4 separate regions of the Mus musculus genome follow, and all the other regions are linked to region 4. A link is a contact called in public Hi-C and HiChIP or PLAC-seq data. All regions are on one chromosome and are shown on one strand. The core of a region is the stretch at or near the end of the contact, and the rest is flanking DNA. Distances in the headings are between cores, read along the strand shown.

What was found. Hi-C and Micro-C count contacts between places; a contact is called where the count stands out from the background. HiChIP or PLAC-seq counts read pairs in DNA pulled down with a chosen protein or histone mark.
Region 1: a contact with region 4 is called in an H3K4me3 HiChIP or PLAC-seq map of pro-B cells, with 3 times the contacts expected there. The contact joins the promoter of Il1r2 here to the promoter of Cnot11 in region 4. A contact is called at or near these places in 2 of 39 promoter capture datasets (the C10 cell line and pre-B cells), 2 of 484 Hi-C or Micro-C datasets (large pre-B cells and pro-B cells), 3 of 115 datasets of contacts at active chromatin or transcription factors (large pre-B cells, pancreatic cancer cells and pro-B cells) and 2 of 9 other capture datasets (adipose tissue and liver).
Region 2: an H3K4me3 HiChIP or PLAC-seq map of pro-B cells shows a contact between it and region 4, with 3 times the contacts expected there. The contact joins the enhancer-like site here to the promoter of Cnot11 in region 4. A contact is called at or near these places in 3 of 39 promoter capture datasets (the C10 cell line, cranial neural crest and neutrophils), 2 of 115 datasets of contacts at active chromatin or transcription factors (pro-B cells and stem cell-derived neural progenitor cells) and 1 of 9 other capture datasets (liver).
Region 3: a contact with region 4 is called in a Hi-C map of embryonic stem cells, with 4 times the contacts expected there. The contact joins the promoter of Nms here to the promoter of Cnot11 in region 4. A contact is called at or near these places in 2 of 39 promoter capture datasets (embryonic stem cells and hippocampal neurons), 1 of 484 Hi-C or Micro-C datasets (embryonic stem cells), 4 of 115 datasets of contacts at active chromatin or transcription factors (bone marrow-derived macrophages, embryonic basal ganglia, embryonic forebrain and 1 more) and 1 of 9 other capture datasets (embryonic stem cells).

The regions. Positions count from the first base shown.
Region 1 is chr1:40,083,338-40,086,425 of GRCm38.p6, forward strand. It overlaps Il1r2 (interleukin 1 receptor, type II), which reads left to right and starts at 1,377. Exons shown (of 9, transcript NM_010555.5): 1 at 1,377-1,482. It overlaps Gm16894 (predicted gene, 16894), which reads right to left and starts at 2,514. Exons shown (of 4, transcript NR_037980.1): 1 at 2,276-2,514; 2 at 1,807-1,950; 3 at 1,630-1,677.
Region 2 is chr1:40,049,888-40,053,019 of GRCm38.p6, forward strand. No RefSeq gene overlaps it. Among named protein-coding and RNA genes, the nearest start is that of Il1r2, 33 kb to the right of the region's middle. Within about 2 kb of position 1,489, at least 57 of the 459 cell types and tissues checked have an H3K27ac peak or open chromatin away from gene starts, as enhancers often do. A contact at or near this core is called in pro-B cells, where this site is marked.
Region 3 is chr1:38,937,247-38,940,598 of GRCm38.p6, forward strand. It overlaps Nms (neuromedin S), which reads left to right and starts at 1,903. Exons shown (of 10, transcript NM_001011684.2): 1 at 1,903-2,115. The coding sequence starts at 2,040.
Region 4 is chr1:39,533,722-39,537,319 of GRCm38.p6, forward strand. It overlaps Cnot11 (CCR4-NOT transcription complex, subunit 11), which reads left to right and starts at 1,980. Exons shown (of 7, transcript NM_028043.3): 1 at 1,980-2,616. The coding sequence starts at 2,118.

The DNA.
Region 1 (3,088 bases), core at 127-2,626, 550 kb after region 4:
TGAGGTTCAAGATGCCTGTTACCCAAGATGCTTGTTGCAAATGCTGAGGTAGAGACTCCTCCTCAATTAGACCCAATGTGGTTCTGGCTCAGAAACCAGAAGCCACCCATGGAAAACCTGTGGCAAGGTACTTTTAAGTGACATGCAGCCCAGAGAGTGGAGGAAGGTGACTGGAAGACAGTATGTGTGAGCCACCAACATCATGCATGCATGCCCAGTTTGAGGGGGTGGTCTGAACTCTGAATACTTTGACACATTGTCTTTACCATTCATTTGTCTTTAGCAGATACAAATTCTGCGATATTGATGGAAGAAAATATGGTCATCAAATACCTAGGATAAAATTCACAGTGAGACAATATGTGGTGGAGAATTCTAAGCCCTACTCTGGTCAGCTGGGCAACAGAAGGACTCTTTGTCATACAAACAATTCTTTCTCATAAGTACTTCACAAATTAAGGACAGGGAGAGAAAACATGGGCTTCAGACTCCTTTTGGGGAGGTAAGATGAAGGCGGGGGTGGGGGGCAGGGGATGAGATTTGCATTTGTTCTTATTCCTACATCATTCTGGAGGTCGGAGGTCTGCATGGGCCTCAGTGGGCTAGAATGAATTGTAGTCCATACAGGGTCCCTGGAGCCACAAGGGCAGCATCCATGTCTTGGGTTTTTGTCCAGCCTCTGGCTCTCTGGCTCATGGACTGCAGCACTACACACACCATCCTCTTCCTCCTTTGGCTGTCTTACCACTTTTTCCTGAAGCACCAAACCCGAGCCTGTCTCCGGACCTGGAAATCCTTAACTTACATTAGCAGTCACTTTCTCTACATTAAGCAGCATGTTCCCAGCTTCCAAAGACTCAGACAAAAAGTTAAAAACAAAACCAACCAAACAAACAAACAAACAAAAAGCCAAACAAAGGCCCCCCTAAAACAAGCCCATCCATTTAATCCTCCTCCTAGTCAAGAAGAGTTCCTTGGGGGTGGGAGTGGGGATCTTGTGTCCCACTCATTTAAAACCCTCCTTTTCTCTTTAATGGGACCATGGTTGGGTTTTAAGCAGCATCCAGCAGATGGGGTGAAATCTTGCCTGTGAAACTGTTTACAACTTCTTCATGTACAGCCAGCATCACTTTAAAATGTGTTCTTGGCTGGAAGCATGCCATTCTAGCGACACACACACACACACACACACACACACACACACACTCAAATAAGGAAACTCAGAGTTTCCTAGGCCACTTCCCCATATGGCAAGGATGTACGCACAAAGCACCATGAGCAGGGTGCTCCCCGTGAGCAGGGAAAAGGTGTGTCCACCACCACCCAATTAGAGTGAGTGACACAGGCCAGTTAGGAAACCACAAGCAGGAGCCTATAAATCCCTGAGGGGGCTGCTGGGACATCACAGAAGGTGAAAGTCTGGCCCAGCAGCCTTCCCCAGTCAGGCAAGAAGCAGCAAGGTACAAGAATACACAGCTCCAGGTAAGAAGGTGGGAAAGAGGCAGGGGGAGACACCAGGAAGCCAGTCACCAGTCAGACACCAGTCTGAACATCAGGTCTGCTTTTAGTGGGTCCTCAGGCAACCCTCTATGAGTCTCCTAGCTTCCTCTGGGTGAGCGGTCTCCTCACCTGTGTGGAGGTCACTTTATTCCTTGATTGTTTTCTACTTCGTTTTCTCTGTTAGAAAAAAAGGGAGGGGGGGGACTACATCAGAGAGCTGCTATTGAATGTCCACAGATCCAGGTAGCAGGGGACAGACAAGCATCTAGAATTCACCTGGAGGAAGGGAGTGGGCTGGGTTCTTACCTTGGGAGGCTGAGCATCTGGGACAGAGCGCAGAGCACGTTGAAAGGCTTTGGGGACTTTCCTAGGGTGATTTTTTTTTTTTAAATGTACCTGATGCCTCTCAGAAACCATAGCTTCCAGGCAGACTGGGCAGCACTCTAAGACCTGCCTGGCACACACAGTTATTAGATAAATGAATGTACTGGTTTTTTTCCCTCCTCTGCTTCTTAAAGTCTCTTCTCTTCAGTCCCCTACTCTATTTTGAAGCCCATTTTTTCCCTTCTGAGCCCTAGCTTATATGTCTCTGACCTCAGCCTCCTTACACAGGGTGATCTTGGCCAGAGCTTCTCTCTGGGTTTCCTACTGTGTAAATAGAGGCAAAAGACTGGCCTGTCCTTCCCAGTCCCTGCTTGCAGTGGGATGTTGCTGGCTTCCGTCCGTGTTCCATATCGGCTTCCATCAACCTCACCCTCCTCTAGCTCTGCCTTACCTGGAGGCTTGCTCTCCGGGATCAGCATCTTGTTCCTACAGGCATAAGTGCAGAAGAATGTCTTCCCCGAGGCCTCTCTGAGCCTCGCCTGCCTCAATGCATTCTTTTCCTTTTCTTAGCTGGTAGTGCTGCGGGGATGGACCCTCCCTCGTGTGCTGCAGGTTGTCCTGGGCTTCCCCAAGCCATTCTCATTCCCAGCTCACCCTCAAATCCTACTGTTTTGACAGCGAGAATGGAGCGATCACGTGACCACGTCCGACTTTTTGACAGTGAGACCGGGGAGATCACGTGATCACGTCCCTCCTCCCATACCCCAGGATAGCAGCGCCAGCCTCTAGGGACAGCAGAAGCGGCAGAAGCGGGTGCTTTTTCAAGGAACTTCCGACTACTCTGTTTATCAGGTCTTCCAACTTGGCCTTTACCATATCTGCCTACGACACGCATTGCTTGGCCCACGCAGATTTTTTTTTTTTTTTTTTCAGATTCAGTAGATGTGGGTGTGTGCCCAAGGACTCGATCACACGCTGGAACTGCTTGTATGGGAAGAGCCCTTTTGGAGGACTATTTTCTTAGGAGATTAGATGAGGCTCATGCTCATTAGAGAGCCCAGGACGGAGGGAGTTATCTGTGGACAAGGAACTTGTGAGATCATTGCTTCTTGCATCTCCCGGGAGTCTTGTAAACACGCAGGTGACTTTTATTCCTGAGAGTTGATGTCTGGGCATCTGCTTTCTTCTCACGTGTTGATCATGTTGTGAGCAACCAAGCTTTCAAGAGTCAGGAAAGAGACCTTCCTTGGGAGTGAGGAATGAG
Region 2 (3,132 bases), core at 239-2,738, 520 kb after region 4:
TAAAATATACCTCCTATTCTTGGTCCAGAAAAACAAGTCTTAATGATCTCTTCTACCAGAGCCTCAGCACAGTTATGGTGCAGCACCTCCTCAGGACTCGCTGCTTCTGGGAAATCCTCCACCAGCCACTCGGCGTGGGGTTCCCTGAGTAGCCTCAGCTTCCCATGCTGGGAAGTGATGCCCAAGAAATCAGGAACAGCAAGACAGCTCTGTGCAAGACTTTTATGGTGCTAATGAAAAGAGGGTTTGAAAGAGACTTAGAGGAAGGACAAGGTTACAGACCTGTCAGGACAGAGAAGCCAGGCTCCCTGAGGGAAGTCTGGCCATAGATGCCCTTCCATTTCCCTTCTCACAATAAAGTGGCCTCTGAGTTCCTGCCATGGAGGAAACAGAGATGACATTCAGGGATGAAGCACTTCAGAGCTCTGGAAACTCTGTCCTCAGATGTCTGAAGGAAAAGTCAGTCACAAGGGACCAGGGGTGAACAGTAAGTCTGCAGGCAACCATAGAGATGCCACCCTGTTTCTGCGGCTAACCTCTGTGAGGTCACCATGGTTTATGGCCAAGCTGACTTCAGGATAGTGACACCTTCAGTGGGCTGTCTCCTCCCACATCCAGAGAGAGAGTCCTACAGTCTTAGAGTCAGTCTCAGGATATTTATTACCAATTCTAACTGTGTCAAGTTGGCATAAAAATTAGCCAGCACACATACTTAAGGTTCCATAGACAGGAAGTGGTGGAACTGATACCCCAAATCAGTCTACCTGCTTTTTAACTATACTATTCATGCTACCGCTCTTGAATTGGTCTGTGATTTACCTATCCGATGTGTTAGTGCCACTAACCACTCATCAAACAAAAGAAGAGAGGGCTGGAAAGATGGTCCAGTGGTTAGGGATGCTTGTTGCTCTTGATGCGGACCCAACTTGGGTTCTCAGCACCCGTGTAGACAGCTCATAACTGCTTGTGACTCCATATCCAGGAGACCTGACATCCTCTTCTGGAGTCCTCACATACGCGCTGCACACACACATACTCATAAATAATATATTTTTAGAAAAAGAAAAATCGAACGCTGCCTTCATCTATATAAAACACTCTGCGCAAATCAAATGTAAAAATATTCAAATAAAAATCAGACAAAGTAAATGTAAGGAGCCATGTTTTATGCTTGTGACAAGGGAGACTTTTTAATCCAAGTCAATAAATCTGGAAGATATTATGTGTTATGATTATACATATGTCTTGGAATATCAAATTATACTAGAAACGAAGCTATCAATTTCCCATTGCTGCAATAAAATACCCGAAGACAATCAACTTAAAAAGTAGAAAAGTTTACTTGTCTTCATGGTTTTGGAGGACCCAGCCCATGAATGGTCGTCCGTTTGCCCATTGCTTTGCGGTTTGTGGTGAGGCTACGTGTCATCATGAGTGTATGACAGAGGCAGCTGCTCACCTCATGGCCAGGAATGGAAGAAAGGGGAAGCAGAAAGAGCCTCAGCATCCTGACCCTGACCACAGGAAGAAGCTCCATCTGCAAACAGCTCCTCTGACCCCACAGGCCAAGGCCCTTAGGTCTCAGTCCTACCCCAGAGGCCTTTGTCTGACACATGAACAAGCCATAGCAGAAACCAAGGGGTAATGATCACATGGAAGGGGATGTTTTTAATGCATATGGAAATACTGCTAAAACTCAAAAAATTTAAAGAAAAAAACCAAAACATCTAGAAAAGTTAGTCAATTTAATAAATAAGTAACCCATATTCACAAAACCAACTTAAAAGTCTGCAAAGATATAGACAACTATAAAAAAAAACCATTCACAGTTACGGAGCTGCAAATTAGAATATTCAACTTATAAAAATTAAGATGAAGATACCCTTTTATTGAGAGGAATTTTGGGAAAGTCCTCCTATACTATTGGAATTATGGATAGTATATGTTGCCCTTTTTTGGAAATCAATATGGCAATGACTGTTGAAAAACATACCAAAGCATGAAATCAACAAATATCCATCTGTGAATGAACGGTAGCGAATATATTTGTGACGGTATGGTTAGACCTGGAAGATGTTCTGTTAAATAAAATAAGCCAGGTGCAAACAACGTCACATAAACTGGTAGGAGCAAAGTAGAGGGGCCAGGGATATGGCTCCGTGGGTGGGTAAAAGTGCTCTATGCAAGTATAAAGACTGGGGTTTGAATCTCCAGCTCCCACATGAAAGCTGGGTGTGGGGACACCCCAGCAAGGGGGCTGGGGAAGGGCAGAGACATCTGGCTCCCGGGAGCTTGAGGTAAGGCAAGTGAGAAACCTCTCTAGGTACAGTGGTTCGAATGAGAATGATCTCCATCATCTCAGGCCTTTGAACACTTGATTGGCAGTAGTAGGTGCTATTTGCTGAGGTTAAAGAGGCGTGGCCTTGCTGGAGGAAGGTTGTCACTGCTGGAGAGGGCTCCAAGGTTAGGAGGTTAAAGCCTTGAGCCATTTCCAATGTGCCCTCTCTGCTTTGTGCTTGTATTTGTGGACGTGAGCTTCGAGTTTCCTGTTTCCGCCACCGCCTGTCACACTTAGCCCGCAGTGACCTCTTTATCCCTTTGGGATCATAAACCCTTCTCCTAGTTGCCTTGGTTACAGGGTTCCATCACATCAATAGAAAAGTAACCAGTGTACAGGAGGACAAGGAGGCAGGTGACCAGGTGACAGTGGAAGATACTCAGTATCTTCCTCTGGCCTCTGAATGGGTGTCATGGGCACATACATACACACCCCCACACACATACACCCCTACCAAGTAATACAGTACAAATGTTTTTTGAGACAGGGTTTCTCTGTGTAGCCTTGGCTGTCCTGGACTTCACTATGTAGACCAGGCTGGCCTCTGCTTCCCAAGTGCTGGGATTAAAGGCATGTGCCACCACCGCCTGGCGTACAGTACAAATGTTAAAGTAGAAGAGAGCTATGGCTACTGGGACTGGGGTAATCACATGGAGAGGTGTTGCTACAATCTTAAAAGCATCAACTTCAGTTAGGGTATTCCTCTAGTTAGAAGGAATGATATGTCTTCTGTATACAAAGTGACCATGGCTAACAACAATGTATGGTGTCTTTGAAAACAGAGAGAAAATGAA
Region 3 (3,352 bases), core at 653-3,152, 600 kb before region 4:
AACTTCTGCGATGAATCTGAGAACTGCACTGATCAGAATTGTTCTTACAAAGTTCATTTATTTAAAATGAAATTCGGCAGATCGAGTCAACTTTTAAAGCAGTTTATAAAATGTAGAAAACGCGTCAAAGAGAAACAAGTATTAATACATTTGATGTACATTGTAATAATCAATTGACTATCATGTAACCTCTGGAAGGGTAAAATTAAATATATATATATACATATATATATATATATATCCCTAAAATATTTGATGACATATGTGTGATTATTCTGGCAAGAAGCAGAAGATTTCATTAATTTATTTCTTTTCTATCTCATGTAACTCCCCAAAGGGTTCATTTTGTTAAAAGCAATTTATCAACCCAAATCCCATTATCTGTGGACCCCCGACACAGATTCAGCTGCCCTTCCTGTCAATTTCTTGCAGCAGCTGAGTGACCTCCAGTCAGTTCCTTAATAATTCCTGGCTCCAGTCTTCCCATTCATAAAATTAGAATAAGATCTGTGTACTATGAGTTTTCTCTGTTAATTAAAAGCTAGCCTGCCTGGGGATGGGAGCAGTTCCCAGCATGTAGGAACTCAGCACATGACACCAATTCATCTTCAGTATTAAGTAACCATGGTTTAAAAACCAGGTTTTTTAATTACTGACTTTGAAATAATAACTTGTCTGTAGAAGTGAATCTAAAAATAATCTTAAAGAGGCAAATTTCCAACCATGATTATTTATGTATGTTATTTCGTTTTGAGACAAAGTCTCAATGTGGCCCTGGCTGGTCTGAAATGCACAAGAGTTCTACCTGTCCCTTGCCTCCCAAGTGCTGCTATTAAAGGAGTGTTCCATCACAATTGCCTGTGACTGTAGACAGTGAGATTTTGGTTACTCAATTACTTTTTTTTTCTTTTTGGTTTTTCAAGACAGAGTTTCTCTGAGTAGTCCCAGCTGTCCTGGAACTCACTCTGTAAACCAGGCTGGCCTCAAACTCAGAAATCTGCCTGCCTCTGCCTCCCAAGTGCTCAATTACTTTTTAAATAAGTATTTCTTTTACTGAGTTCACAATATAATCAGACCATTCCCTCTTCTTTCCCATTCATCTGTCCATGCCCTTTCAAATCCATGACTGCTTTCTAATTAAATGTTAATATATACATGTATACACATATATATATATATATATATATATATATATATATATATATAAACACATAAGAAAACCTCCACCACCCATATGCTATTTGTATATATGTTTTCAGGACTAACTAACCATTTAATATTGTATAATTAATTGTTGTTCTCTTCCCCGGGTCAGACTACTTCTCCCACTCTCAGCCTTCCTTAGTTTCCCAAAGGTCTTTGTGCAGGGTTGAGGGCTCCCTGGACTTCCCCGCCCACATTAGCATGTCTGTTGCTATCACCCTTGTTCCGCTCATCCTTAGGCAGTCATGTCGATGAACTACTTTTTTCTATAAAGGAACTTCCAGTGAGTTAGACATGGGATAATTCTTATTGAACTTTATATAATCTGTCATGTTATATCCAGGATTCCTTCTTAGATGCACCAAAGACCACAAGATGCCATTCGTCACTATGAGAAAATAAACAGCTTTTTAGGAACACATGCAAGAGTTTATGGATTTATGTCCAGCCTTATGGTTTAGAAAGAAAGGAGAACAGGCCTTCCCTGAGTCAGAAGTTTTTCTCAAACCATTATAGAATAACAATTATGACTCTCCACTTCTTATTTGTATTGCTGGCTCGAAAAAGATGACTCTACAATGCTTACACTCGGCGGATATTATTCTACAAATAAGGGCTCAGCATGACATTTATGAGAAAGCCAGGGTCCTCCTGCGCAACGCTGATTGGTGCTCAGCCAATGGGCTCTAGGATTCTGCCAATAAAGGCTCCTACTGCCCTGGGCTGGATAGATGCAGGGCAGAGGGTCATCTCTGCCTCTGGACCCTCGGGAAATGCTCATCACCTCTCTGAACAGAACGTATCTGTGGTCTGCAAAGAGAATCCAGAGCTTGAAGATGAAACACCCGCTCCCCCACTATTCTCCAATCCTGTTCATCTACTGCTTCTGTATGCTACAGATTCCCTCCTCAGGTAAGGGGACTGAGTTCTGTGGAAGACTGGCGCAGATCTTTACCCGTCAGGGTAGTTCTCAAGCTTCCTTCCTTTACCTACCTTCACATCTGTCCTCCTGTTTAGAGGAGCGGCACTTGTGTCTAACCGGAGTGATGGACACGGTGAGAAGCCACAGCCCCTTATCCAGAGATACTCAGATCAAACAATTCTTGCCCCAGGAGTGTCCTGATTTTGTGGTTGCTGAAACTGAAGAGGGTATGGTCTCTATGTGAGTTGGGGGAAGACCCTTCTTAGTGGTCTGTTTCAGAGATAACACAGGGAGGGAAACTGGGTTTAAAGTCCCCCAAACTGAAAGGTGATGGGCAGCTGAAGAGAGAGGAGAGCAACTGTGCAGACAGAAAGAATTCTATCAGGGAAATTGGAAGGTGAGCGTCCCTCGGACGCTGTCCACGGTGCTGACCGGGTGCTGCATCTCTGGTTTTTGGGCAGTTTATAGGGAGTCAGAAGTGGGGAGAAGGGTCTGAAGTCCTTGATCAGATCAGCATCTCCAGGGAGTTTGCCACAGAGTGCAGGAAACTAGGCTATTGATGGAGAGCCATGATTGGAAACAGGGACTATTAAGACTTTTCCATTAGAATTTTGATTTAGAGGCATAGGGAACCTTGGGAAAACACAGTGTTTGTTTTCTCTTAAAGAGTAATTGCAGCACTTGGCCACTGTGAGACATGGTATTATCTTAACATCTCCAGAGCATCAGGTATCCTCTATGGTTCCCAGCTCATCTTCTAGACAATGTTCAGTTACTTTGTCTAACCTTCAGCTCACTGACAGCCCCAGACAATCAGCTGCTGCCCCTCTGGATTCTTATAAAATCTTGCTCATGGTTTGCTTTTGAAATTTTGGTTTTTAATCTAATTGTCTGCATATTTCTATCCATCCTCCCCTATTTTTCTATTTGATTTGGTCTTCATCTTTGTATTAACACAGACTTCTCAGTAAGACCTCGTGGGGTTGGTTTGCAGTACCTCCTGTTATCAAATGATCACAATCATAAAAAATATATTTATACTAAGCTGCAACATCCTAACATCTGATTTCAAAACAGGCATTCTTGTTAAGATCTGCAGAGCTATGCAGGATTCAATGAAGATTCCTTGCTTGTGACAGTTCTCAAAATAATTGAAGAGATTTAACATATACATTCTAATTTCTGTCCTTCTAGAGAAAACTATATGCACCTTTAATTCTACATTAC
Region 4 (3,598 bases), core at 730-3,229:
GGGGAGAAGGGGGGGACCATGTACAGCTGTCAGGAGTCCAAAGGTACAAAAGGAACTGGGACTCTGGGTTTAGGGCTGGAGAGATGTCTCAGTGGTTAAGAGCACTGACTGCTCTTCCAGAGGTCCCGAGTTCAATTCCCAGTGACCACATGGTGGCTCACAACCATTTGTAATGAGATCTGATGCCCTCTTCTAGTGTGTCTGAAGACAGCGACAGTGTACTCATATACATAAAAATAAATAAATCCTTTTAAAAGAAAAAGTCTGGGTTCTATAGGGAAGATCCTGTAGTGGAAGGGTAGCCCACCCTCTAGGCTGCAGAGTTCAGGGTAGAGAGAGGGGTGTGCCAGCCATAGCCTGTCAGGTAGGAACTGGGGGTGGCTGGGAAAAAAACAGGCTGCCGGGTTAGCTTTGATATGTTAATATGCATCTCAGCAGGGAGTCCCAGTTCGAAACTTAATAACAATTAAGGAAAGGTGCAGCTATAAGCCAAGGGATACCAGGGTCTTTGGATATCACTGGAAGCTAGAACAAGACTTGGAAGAATTCTCCCCTTGATGCTTCAAAGGTGAATGGCAGAATTGATATAACCCATTCCAGACGTTCAGCCTCAGGAAGGGAGAGGAAGTGGGTTCTACAGTGAAAATGAACTCAGTTTGTGGTAATGGCAGAGAAACCCTAGAAACAAGCCCAGTGGAAACAGGGAAGACGCTCTTGGTATTAATCTTAGTGGAAATCAGCTCTATTGGCGGGTAACGTGCTGTGCTCAAATACCTTAAAACATCTCGAAACACCCATACTGTACTAACATTTAAGTTATCAACTAACAATAAGTTATGACAATAACTAGCATGAGTGGGTTTTAGTATGATTAGTTGTCATAGAGCATCCAATGTAAAAAGGCTCAAAGAGAACATAGTTGACTAATTAGTAGTAGTAGTAGTAGTAGTAGTAGTAGTAGTAGTAGTAGTAGTAGAAGAGGTAATTTGAATCATTTGCCCCGTTTGGCAAGCTATATTTTCTGCTGATTGCAATGTTCATTGGCAGAACCCCTCCACAGGTTTAACAGTAAACTAAAGAGGCCTTTAAAATATGCGCCATACCCATCACCTGTTCCTGAAGATTTCCTTGAGAACTTCAGCGGTAAATAGAAAACTTTCAGCTGCCGAAGAGTTTTAGCACAGGGTAGCTAGCAGGTGACGCTGATGACAGTCGCTCGGTTTCTGTAACTCTAGAGTGGATACTAGTCACCACCGGAGCATAGGGGTGGGGAGCGGGCAGCGGTGCCTTTGAAACAGATCACAGGGGACCAGGTCCAGGAGGCTGGTATGTAAAGAAATTTCCAGGGTTTTCCAGTGTTCAGCCAAGGCGTCCAGAAAAAGTGCCCTAGGGCAGGCTAAGGAAAAAGAAGCACTGCAAACGATTTTGTAAACGAATATTTCTCGAGACAGTTTTCTCAGATTTTTTTTTTTCTTTCTTTTTAGACCAGGCTGGCCTCGAACTCACAGGGGTTCGTCTGCCTCTGCCTCCCTGGTGCCGGCCTCGCCTAGATTTTTGTTCACATAACCAAACGTTTATGTGCGGTACGACCCCATCTCTGAGAATACGAGCAAGGCTCGAAATTTAAACTGTTTCTGAGAATCCTGTTTTCATTGGTATTTACAAGAAATGAGCCGTCAAGGATGCTCTATCAGACCAGTTAGCATCTAAGACCTAGTTTCCAAATTATAACTTAGGCAATATTGACTGGGCAGGTTTGGCGCCACCCTGTCACCCAAGGATCGCTTCTGAGGGCTTTAAGGGCAATTAACGGCGGTCTCTACATCACTCAGGCAGGGAAGGACCACTCGGACAGCTCAGAGACCACGCGGCCCCGCCCTCCACGGCGCCCCGCCCCCTTCCGGACACGGCGCCCCGCCCACTCGCGTCTCCGGAACCTCCGCTCGGCCAGCGTCGTCGGTCTGTCGGCCCTGTGTCTCCGTTCCGCTCGTCTGACTTAGGCACTGTTTTTGTTTGCGACGCTGTCGCGGAAGGGTGCGCTTTACGGCCGCGGGAGGACGCAGCGAGTCGGCGCCTTGGGCCTCTCGGCCGGGAAGCGGGGTAGGCGGGCGAGGTTGATGCCCGGCGGCGGGGCGAGCACGGCGTCTGGCCGGCTTCTCTCCTCAGCGGATCCCAGAGGGGCGCGGGAGGCAGCGGCGTTCCGGAGCGGCCCGGCGGGCTCGAGCGGAGGCCGAGGCGGAGCAGGCGGCCCTGGGCCAGGGATTGGAGGCCCCGCGGGCAGGATGAGCCTGACCCCGAAGGAGCTCTCGAGCCTGCTGAGCATCATCTCGGAGGAGGCGGGCGGCGGCAGCACCTTCGAGGGCCTGTCCACCGCCTTCCACCACTACTTCAGCAAGGCCGACCACTTCCGCCTGGGCTCGGTGCTGGTGATGCTGCTGCAGCAGCCGGACCTGCTGCCTAGCGCGGCGCAGCGCCTCACGGCGCTCTACCTGCTCTGGGAGATGTACCGCACCGAGCCGCTCGCCGCCAACCCGTTCGCGGCCAGCTTCGCGCACCTGCTCAACCCGGCGCCGCCCGCCCGCGGCGGCCAGGAGCCCGACCGGCCCCCGCTCTCAGGTACGTCCCGCAGCCAGCCGTGCGGGCGCAGCCAGCTGTTCTGGGGTGGGGGTGGGAGGGGGGTCGTCAGCTAGGGACATTCAGCCTCCTTGGAGGGGATCGACCCTCCCTCCTTTTCCATACTTTCTTTCCCTAAAATAGGGGAGAGATAGAAGTTGCAAGTTTTGTTTTTTTGGTTTTTTTTTTTTTTCAAATTCACTACACTCCAGATGATCCCTCCCAATCGAAAAAGCCAACACATCGTACAAGCCCACAAACGGGCTGGACATATTTTAGTATGCCAGATACGGTTCATTCTTGATTGTAAGGTCCTGAGGTATGCGAAGTTACAGCCAATGGCACTGAGTTTACCCCCTTTTTAAGCCTCCGAGTAAAGAAGTCGGTATTAAGAACCTGAGGTTGAAGTCCACATCACCACAATATCTAAAGTCTTTGCAGCCAACTCCTTGGTTAGCTGTAATGTCGCGTGAGGAGAGGATGAAGTCGTTTCTAATTAACCATTCAAAGATGCATGTGTCCTGGGCAGTATTGTGGAATGTTTGCTTTTGCAGCATTGCTAAGATCAGGCATAGATTACACCTGAGGATGCGCCCCTAAATTTGGTGCTGTGGATGGAACCCAGGGTCACTTCCTCTATACCATGAGCCTCGTCCAGGACTCTGGGACAGCTGTACCACTCACAGGCTGACATACATGTACATATGTACATATATATAGATATAGAGATAGAGATAGAGATATAGATATACACACACATATACATATATATATAATTTTTAAAGTATGTTTAAATTTGTAGGAATCTAAGTATTTGATAACAAAAAGTTCTCAACAGCTATTAAAACCTTACGTTTCATTGACATTTCCATAGATCACAGAATCTCAAGCGATATATTTGTTTATGGATTACTATGTGTACTAAGTGTGAATATTCAATCAGCTGGAACTCAGTTACATTTAGATCATAAGAATAGCTCCACGT